Linked DNA regions of Mus musculus: region 1 is linked to region 2. Evidence: chromatin contacts called from public HiChIP or PLAC-seq data. All regions are on one chromosome and are shown on one strand. The core of a region is the stretch at or near the end of the contact, and the rest is flanking DNA. Distances in the headings are between cores, read along the strand shown. Region 1 overlaps Mtcl1 (microtubule crosslinking factor 1). Region 2 has its middle 42 kb from the start of Gm20742.

Region 1 (4,373 bases), core at 1,805-4,304, 180 kb before region 2:
CTGGTACTTTACGAGGCTGAGCCTTCTTTGGGACAGCTTGTTTGGACAAATGACCCCTCGGCATCAAAGTGGAGGCCCAGACATCATAGCTACAACCTGCAATTACTCAGTGAGTTAGTAAGAGCGACCTTGGGTTTTATATTTTTATGACTTCAGCAGTTATAAGAGGACAGTAACACCTTCGGTCCCTCTCCATTAATTACAAATCAGAGGCCAGGTTCTAGGACAGGAAGGTGACCTGGGTCTGAAGTTCAACTGACTTGAATCCTTCCCTCTCTACCATCTTGGTTTCCTCAGACTTGATTCCTTCCCTCTCCGCCATCTTGGTTTCCTTCTGCACACCCATCCCCAACCCCCACCCAGAGTAGTGGGGTCTGCCTAGTGTGGTCCTGCCATTGCAGGTGGGAAGTGACAGTCCTAGAATCTGTTACAAAGTAATCAGTCATGTGTCCCCTCTGACTTCCTTCTTTAAGATATCCTATCCTATCAGAGGCTGGAGAGATGGCTCAGTGGTTAGGAGCACTGATTGCTCTTCCAGAGGTTCTGAGTTCAATTCCCAGCAACCGCATGGTGGTTCACAACCATCTGCAATGGGATCTCTTCTGGTGTGTCTGAAGACAGCAACAGTGTACTCATATGAATAAAATAAATAATTCTTTAAAACAATAAATGACTTCCCATCAGGCCAGATGTGGCTAGCCTGCTCTACATAGTAAATTCCAGGACAGCCAGTAGGGCTATGTAGAGATAGATACACAGACACATTCATTGCCATCCCCACCCCCCTCGATTTTTCTTTTCTTTAACCAAACAGGAAAATCCTGTGTAGCTCTGAATGTCCTGGAACTCAAGTGTAGACCAGGCGGTCTCCAACTCCTCCTGCCTGTCTCTGCCTCCAAACCATCCTGAGAGATTAAAAAAAAAAAAAAAAGTCATCATGCTAGCCTGAGAGACTTGCTCTTTAAAAAATAAGCCATCAGATCAGGACAGCAGAAGGCCTTTTTTTTTTTTTTTTTTTTGCATAGGGAACACTTAAGGCTGGTTGTGTATACAAGGTAGTCTTACTCAGCACATTTCTGCGAATTCCAATGGAGGTGGGAGGACCAGAGTTTCTGCCAGCCAGCTGAAAGTTCCCTGAGCCCCTGGGGTGTGGCTCTCAGTGATCTAAGTGCCTGTCTTTGTCCTCCTGAGGCAACCCAGTGATTTGGGTGGGGCATGCTCACCCAAATCGGTAAGAAATTTGAACCTCGGAGCTAGTAGGATCTAACTCCAGAGCGCGCGCGCGCACACACACACACACACACACACACACACACACACACGACTGTAGGTGACAAAGAGGTCTCAGAGAATTCACTGGCAGTGAATCCAGTGGACCAAGACACTCTAAATAGTCAAAATAACTTCCCTTCACCTAAAGAGAAACTCATTGAAAATTGGGGGTGTTACGTTTGAAGTGTGCTTATATGTCTGCTGGTCTGTGTTAAAGCTGCATGTATTCAAAATAAAAACACAAACATGAAGAATCCCACAGTTGCGCACTGTAAGAACCCATGTCACACAGACAGACCAGGAAGAGCTACTTCCAGGGACAAACCACTTTTCACTGACTTGAGATGAGAAGAAGGCCCGTCATTAAAATCAAACCTGCAAACCGTGAAACCATGACCTGATTTCAGAGACGTTCGTGGGTGAATGTGCACCCTGAAATACTCAGAGCGTGGTATGCGTGCATTGTGGTTCCCTTGTAAAGGCCCTCATATAGTCCATACCCAAATACTTCCTGAGGTAGCAACCCGAGGGCACACAGGACACAGAATATTCCCAGGGCCCATGCTGGACCCATGTCCTCTTTGATAAGACAGTAGAATCCTGGAGCAGGACAGGATGTATCCGAAGTGTAGATAGGGGACAGTGTACGTGGGTGCTCGTGGAAGTTCAGGCATCTGAGTGACATGTTGCAGGGATGACCTGAATGTACTCCTGGGGACGGTGGCTCCAGAGCCACAGGGGAGCAAAGCCTTGTGGAGCCGATTCCCAGCCCTGGCTCAGAAGGGAGTCTGTGTATGCAGGTACAAAGAGCCAGCCTAAAATATCTGTGGGGGGAAAAGCAAGCAGTCACGCTTCTTTCTCAAGGCAGTTACAACCACACTGTCTCCTTGTAAAAGGACCACCATCTCCTCCTGCCTCTTCTGCAGTTTGGAGGCAGGTAGGTGCTTTAGTCATTGTTTATTAAAGAAGTAACTGCAGGGACTGGAGAGATGCTTCCTGGCTAAGAAGACTTGCTATTCTTCCATAGGAGCGAAAATGGATTCCCAGCATCCATATCAGGTGGCTCACAAATGCTTTCACTCTTAATCCAGGGACTCACTACCCTCTTCCGACCTCCTTTGGCTTGTTGTGTTCACCTCTCTCTCTCTCTCTCTCTCTCTCTCTCTCTCTCTCTCTCTCTCTCTCTCTCTGTGTGTGTGTGTGTGTGTGTGTGTGTGTGTGTGTGTGTGTGTGTGTGTGTGTACAAATGAAATAGCTGGGAACTTTAAACTCTAGCTGCAGCTCTTACAACGTGTTCAGCTCTGGACAGCTTGAAGAACTCCTGAGAATGAGAGAATGACCTAGCAGTGGCTTTATTTGCACTTAACAGCCCTGTGAGGCAAGCTGCTTGCTGATTGATTATTTTATCACCCTTATCAGCCAGATACCCTCAGGCCCAGGGAGATTAAGGAGCAGGAATCTTGGATAATTGATTTAGGAAGTCTTAAGGCTGCAGGAACAGGCTGGCTCGGGGCAGGCCCGGTGGCCAGTTCTGTTCTTACCAGTCTTCTGTAGCCTTTCTTCTGCTCATTGACTTGAACGCAAACATTAAGCCACATTTCTTGTCTTAGGGTTTCTCCCTATGGATTGAATCATTTCCGGAAACAGCCTTAAACCCTCCTTTTACAGAATTAGGTGGCAGGGCTTAAGAACTTAAGCCCTAGGAGCGTGTCCTGTGTACTACACAGTTTGATGCTTGCAAAGATGTAGTTATAGCTGACATTTTGAAGTAGAAGCATGAGAGTATGGAGTTGGTTGTCTGATGAAGTCAGAGGTGTGGTCTGCAGGACCCTGGCTAATTACCCATATAATATGTGTTAATTAACCCATAGTAATTGTGTCTGGCTGTCCCCTTCCCCGCCTTCTGTGGAGAATTAATGAGGGCACTGGTTTTAGCCATTCATCAGCGTGCTTTGTTTCAGCCTCTGCAACAGAATTACTCAGAATAGCAAGTATCTTCGATTTCACCGTTAGCCTGCAGATGTTTAAAGGATGGATTTCTGTTGGGCTCATTAAATTGAAGGAACTGCATGTTTTCTCCAGGACAAAAACTGTATGGATGGCAACAGCGAACTGTGCAACTAGGTAAATGATCGTTGAATAAGGAAAATAAATGGAATAGCAGCTGCAGAGAAACTGTGAGCGCCAAGCGGCGCGCACACACAGAGCAGGAAGTCTGGGAGGGGTAAGGGAAAAACAAAAGTGATTTACGCTGCCGCCGCCAACGCTCCACAGGCGCATGGACCAGTCATGGCTGCGGTTAAATTATGATGTGCTTGCTGTTCGGGCCTTGATTTCTCAGTTGGTGGCTGTCCAGGAACTCATCAAATCAAGTTAATGGAGAGTTAAATGGCTTTGGAAACAAGCTGGCTCTGGGCAGCTGGAAGCCAGGGCTATGTGCTCTTGGCTTGGCGGAACTCTGAATCGAGCATGCTCTGGCAGGTGAGCTCGTTAAGAGGAGAGTGTGAGGTCTCAGGGAAGCTGCCTGGAAGCAGCCTAGGGTCTTAGGGATGACCTCTTCAGAGTTGCCATGGCTACCCAGCAGTTCTGAGGTAGCAGAAGCTCTGCCACTTCACTGAGCGAGGCAGCTCATACCGAGGGACTGACCCACCTTCCCAGGGTCACAGTTACAGAGGTCAAAGTATTTATAAAGTGGAAGCTGGCTGGATTTTATTACTTTTTCTTTCAATCATGGAGGTTCTCAAATGTACCTAGCATTGAAGAGAATACCACAGTGACCTACAGCCTAGCCCAGCCCGGGTCAAGAGCACCTCTCTCCTATCGATCCCCTTGCCCCTCCCCTCCCCTGTATGTGGACATTTAGAGAGCAAACATCCGATAGCCGCACAAGTGATATTTAGTACATTTGAGTCCTTTGCTTTTTCAAACAGAAAACAGGTTAGCACGCTCAAGGAGTCTGTAGTAATTCAAATAAATTCCCCTGAATGCAGCTCAAATACACTATTTTTGAACAAGCAACACTGTGGAGTCATTGTGTAGATAAAAACCTTTATACGGTAGGCGTGCATCACCTGAAGGTTTGTTGTTGGTTTTGAAAATGC
Region 2 (4,482 bases), core at 1,539-4,038:
AACACAGAGTGACACTGAACTTCCCAGCAAGTGAGAGAGGCCTGCATCCAAGGCCCCCTCCTATACCAAATCCTCATTCCAAGAGCGCACCTCACAATCCTGCAACCAGTCCTTCGGTGGCAGCGTCTGAAAGCATGCACAGTTCAATGACTTCTTGCAGACACAGGAAATCCACGCACTCAAGTCCAGCTCGAGATGTTCCTCGGAGCTCTTCAGAGTCGGCACTGCAACACAAAGGAGCAGGCAGCCTTCCTCCAGACTCCTCTCTAGGATTTGCCCAGGTATAGTGCCACCACTTGGGGGGGGGTTTCTTGCCTCAGCTTGTGGTCATGCCTCTGCCTGCCCGTGAGCCTCTCACAGATGAGGCATTCAAGAAACTTGGTGGTGTAAGCCTGTAATCCTAGTAAATTTGAGGCCAGCCTGAGCTGCGCAGCGAGAATACATTTCAAGGAAAACTAAGCCGTGAACTCTCTCCCTTACTAGGTAATAATCATCGCTCAGACTCTTACATTCCTGCTCGAAGTACCATGTACTTGGCAGCATTCGAGGTAACTGTTTATTGCATACGGAGCCCTGTGAGTTAATACAGATAGCGCCATTAGCCCCGTGGCCATCTTGGCTGAGGCTGGGAAATACAATCGCTACAAGCCTGCTGGGACCCATCTTTCTCTCCCCAGCATGGATAGAAGATGAAGTCCATCCCCTGCTCTGGAGAGCAGGGTATGAGGAGCTATTTGGTACCTGTACCCTCTGCTGAGCCCCTCAACACTCTGTCACCCTTTATAGGGTAGGGAGGGAGGCTCAAGGGGATTAAAAGACCCGGCTGAGGTCATGTCGTACTGCAGCCTGGATTAAGCCAGGATCACGTGATGGCAACGCCATATGTTTTCTAGTTTGAACTCCTGAATTCTCCCCCCTCCCCCCAACTCTCCCTCCTCCCTTTCAGGTTAAGTATAATCCTAGAAGCCATGAACTGCACTTAGGTGACTGAGCTTTACAAGGATATTTAAGAGTTCTAATGGAGCTTTTTAACAGAAAGGCACATACACACATGCGCGCGCGCGCGTGTCTTTTGGGATGTCTGTTGGGGTGGGAAATGCACCTTACAATGAACAGCGCTGGCCCCAGGACAGCCTGTGAGCCACAGAAATGGTGGACAGGCACATTGTCAGTGGTTTAGCATGCTTTTGGCGCCATCTAGTGGTCGGAGGGGGGAATGTGCCTCTGAGAAAACCCATTCTCCCCCAAGTCATTGGAGCGTGCTTGCCTCCAGGTGAGTAACGTTAGAGCACAGGTTACCCATGATCCTTCCTACTGTGCGCACGGATGTATTTGTCTTTCCTCGTGAGCTCAAGTGTTTTTTTTTTTTTTTTCTATTTCCAAGTCTTCCTACGTTTAAAGAGAAATTCTTTAAAAAGAATTTCCAGAAGCTGGGCGTGGTGGCACACGCCTTTAATCCCAGCACTCGGGAGGCAGAGGCAGAGGCAGGCGGATTTCTGAGTTCGAGGCCAGCCTGGTCTACAAAGTGAGCTCCAGGACAGCCAGGCCTATACAGAGAAACCCTGTCTCGAAAAACAAAAAGAAAAAGAAAAAGAAAAAGAAAAAAAAAGAAGAAGAATTTCCAGAAGATTCGTGTTTTAGATCACTCTTCATACAACAATGCGTAGTTTATCTGGGTCCCCTACGCTGGCATGGACAAGCCTCGTGCTGTAGGAATACCCCAGACCGGCTTTAGGCAGAGGTCAGATGCCTCAGAGCGCCACTTCACTGGCAAACCCACGGCTTCCGCGTATTTCCCAGCAACCTCGGGCCAGGCTTCTGTGAGGACGGTGACGTTTGCGTGGCAATCCTATAAGGTTGGTGTGATTGTTCCCATCTGATAGCTGTAACGCACCCAGTGAGGTTGTGACAAAAAGCGATTGGTGAATTGCGTGGTGAGTGAGAAGCCAAAAGCGGCAGACGGGAGGCCAAAAGCAGGGGAAAGACTGATCACAAAACAGCGCTGCCCCCAAAGAAGGCACAGGGAGAGCGCACATACTCCTGTGGGGGTCGGCCCACTCCTAAGCATTCTCATTAAGGAGTACACGCCTGGGCTTGTTTAAGATCATAAAGCCCATGTTTAAAATACTAAAGCAAAAACGAGCATACCCCTGGGGCATGCTAGTTTGCCCCATAGAATTTTAGATGAAAATAAATGAAAAGCTACTTTGAAGGAGCATTAATAAGAGGGGTTTCACCAAAGGTGCCTACCTCACTCCGGGACAAAGAGTATCACACAGGTTCATTCCCTGTCAGGCAGGCCCGTTTACCTAACTTCCCCTGATTTCTTCTAAAGCGGTGTCTCTACTCTGAGCATTTTGTTTTGCCCTTTATTTAGATATATTATCTTTCTCTAAGGAAGATACTTAAACCCTGTAAAGGGATCGTTCCATTCCGTGTCATCTTTATTTGTACAGATTCTCACAGATTGATTATCTATTCAAGGGCTTCCATCCTCAGCATGCGTCCTTCTGTAAGGAACACGGTGTTGATATTCCTCAAGATGGAACTGGGATTCCCCAGGGTCTGAGAGAAACTCGGATGTTAAATATTAACCTGCAAACGTGTTTTCCCATGGAAGAGGGCAGCCAACAGGATACTGTCAAAGGATAAAGGCTGGGGGGGGGGGGGGGGGGATTGTCCAAGAGCTCCCTCTTGAGGCCAACCTAGAACAACCTAGAAGTAGGCAATAGGCGAGCTGGGTTAGTGTTCCTGGTAAACCGATTTCTAGGCAGGTCATAAAGTGAGTCTGCTCGTCCCGGGCTCAGGAGAGGTATCGCGGTGAACAGTGACTGGGTTACTGATTCCCCCAAAGCCCGTAGGATTCCAGTGCTGACAAAAATAGCAGGCTGCTCCAGTCTTCCCCATGCATATCACGAAGTATCAGACTCCTTGGCAGGGACTGAGCATGTCTGATCTTGGCAGGAACGGGGTTGGGGGTGAGAGGGTGGAACCAGGGGAGGCAGAACAGTGTGCGCATGGGTGGGTGGGGAAAAGGAAAGGGGTTGTTTGAGAGGTTTGGGGGAGAAGTTGGGTATTCTCAAGAAGAGCCGGACGAGACTAAGTCTGGCAGATAAAAATACAGAGAAATGTAGAGAAAGAAATATAAGACATGCACACAACAGTTCCCAAGATTGAATAACCATATGGGACGAACACGGGCCAGATAAGACAGATGGCTCCTGGCCGGTGAACGGGGGTGGGGGTGGGGGTGGGGGTGGGGGTGAGTGACGGGCACGGGGTTTCAGACTCTGGCTAGCAAGGGCCCTTGACAGCTCCGCTCACAGTGCGCAGGTCGGTGTCTTGAGTTTAGGAAGGAGAAGAGAAAAACCCGAGATTTTGGGGGTTTATTTTTGTATGTGTGTGAGAGGACGTGGGAGCCAGATAAAAGCACAGCGTGGGACAGCAGTAATGGGACAGCAGTAAGGGGCAGCCTCTCACTTCCCATCGGGCGGGCTATCTGCGCAGGTCTGGGCACACAACAGTTGTCACTCCTGACCCTCCCGCTGGGAAAGACAGTGCTGGCAGAAACCTCCTGTCCAGCTGGCTGAGGAGCCACCCAAATGTCCAGGAAGGAGGACCAGCTGGTTGGCTGTACCGGGACCAGAATGATGAGCCCCACAACCTGACCTTGTCACCACCGTACACTCTCATCAGGTTATAGCTCTCTTTTTATTACTTGTGGAGGAAGTATAAAAAACAAAAACAAAAACCGAATTTCTGATGGCTGAGAAGGTGTAGAGGAGCCATCTGCCTCCGGATTACATAAATCCGCACTTCTGGTCTCACCACCGCCCTATCCGTTTGATGAGGAGGTCCAGAATGTCCATCTTTCTCTGGGAATCTAGAGCCTGTACCTTGTGGGTGGGCGGATGGGGGGGGGCAGATATGAACGGTTTCAAAGATGATTCCTCAACTTCTACAGGTCCCACAGACTGGCAAGACCATAATCTGTTCCTTGGGGGTCCTTCAGGGGCCATGGATGTACTAGTCAATACTGTTCCCATCGAATCTTAAGTGTGTGCTGGTGTCTGTTTCTAATTATGCTTGGGGCACTAATCTTACATCACAGTGTGTGTGTTTTTACATGTGTGTGTTACTTTGAGCTATCTTCTCATGTGTGTTTGGCCACCACTAATTGGGAAAAGGCATTTTTAGTATCTGTTCTATCTTTGTAGAGCTGCCCTATTTAGGGAAACACTTTTTTCTTCTTTTTTCTTTTTCCTTTTTATGGTAGGAGCCTGCAGTTTATTGAGTGAGAAGGAAGGGATGGAAGCACACCAAGTATCACACAGAATCACATACCCTACATGACCTTTCTCAACATGAAAAATTTGCCATGGACACAAATGAAGAATTGTTCTCTAGGCCTTCTGTCCCTTCTTGTGTCATTAAGAAATTCAAGCTCGGGCTGGTGAGATGGCTCAGTGGGTTAGAGCACCC

The links. HiChIP or PLAC-seq counts read pairs in DNA pulled down with a chosen protein or histone mark.
Region 1: an H3K4me3 HiChIP or PLAC-seq map of forebrain shows a contact between it and region 2, with 4 times the contacts expected there. The contact joins two enhancer-like sites. A contact is called at or near these places in 1 of 15 datasets of contacts at CTCF or cohesin (embryonic stem cells), 4 of 484 Hi-C or Micro-C datasets (cerebellum, embryonic stem cells and uterus), 12 of 115 datasets of contacts at active chromatin or transcription factors (embryonic basal ganglia, embryonic forebrain, embryonic limb bud and 7 more) and 1 of 9 other capture datasets (embryonic stem cells).

Annotation. Positions count from the first base shown.
Region 1 is chr17:66,416,347-66,420,719 of GRCm38.p6, reverse strand. All of the region lies in intron 3 of Mtcl1 (microtubule crosslinking factor 1), which reads left to right. Among named protein-coding and RNA genes, the nearest start is that of Mtcl1, 31 kb to the left of the region's middle. Within about 2 kb of position 3,054, at least 98 of the 459 cell types and tissues checked have an H3K27ac peak or open chromatin away from gene starts, as enhancers often do. A contact at or near this core is called in forebrain, where this site is marked.
Region 2 is chr17:66,232,022-66,236,503 of GRCm38.p6, reverse strand. No RefSeq gene overlaps it. Among named protein-coding and RNA genes, the nearest start is that of Gm20742, 42 kb to the right of the region's middle. Within about 2 kb of position 2,788, at least 36 of the 459 cell types and tissues checked have an H3K27ac peak or open chromatin away from gene starts, as enhancers often do. A contact at or near this core is called in forebrain, where this site is marked.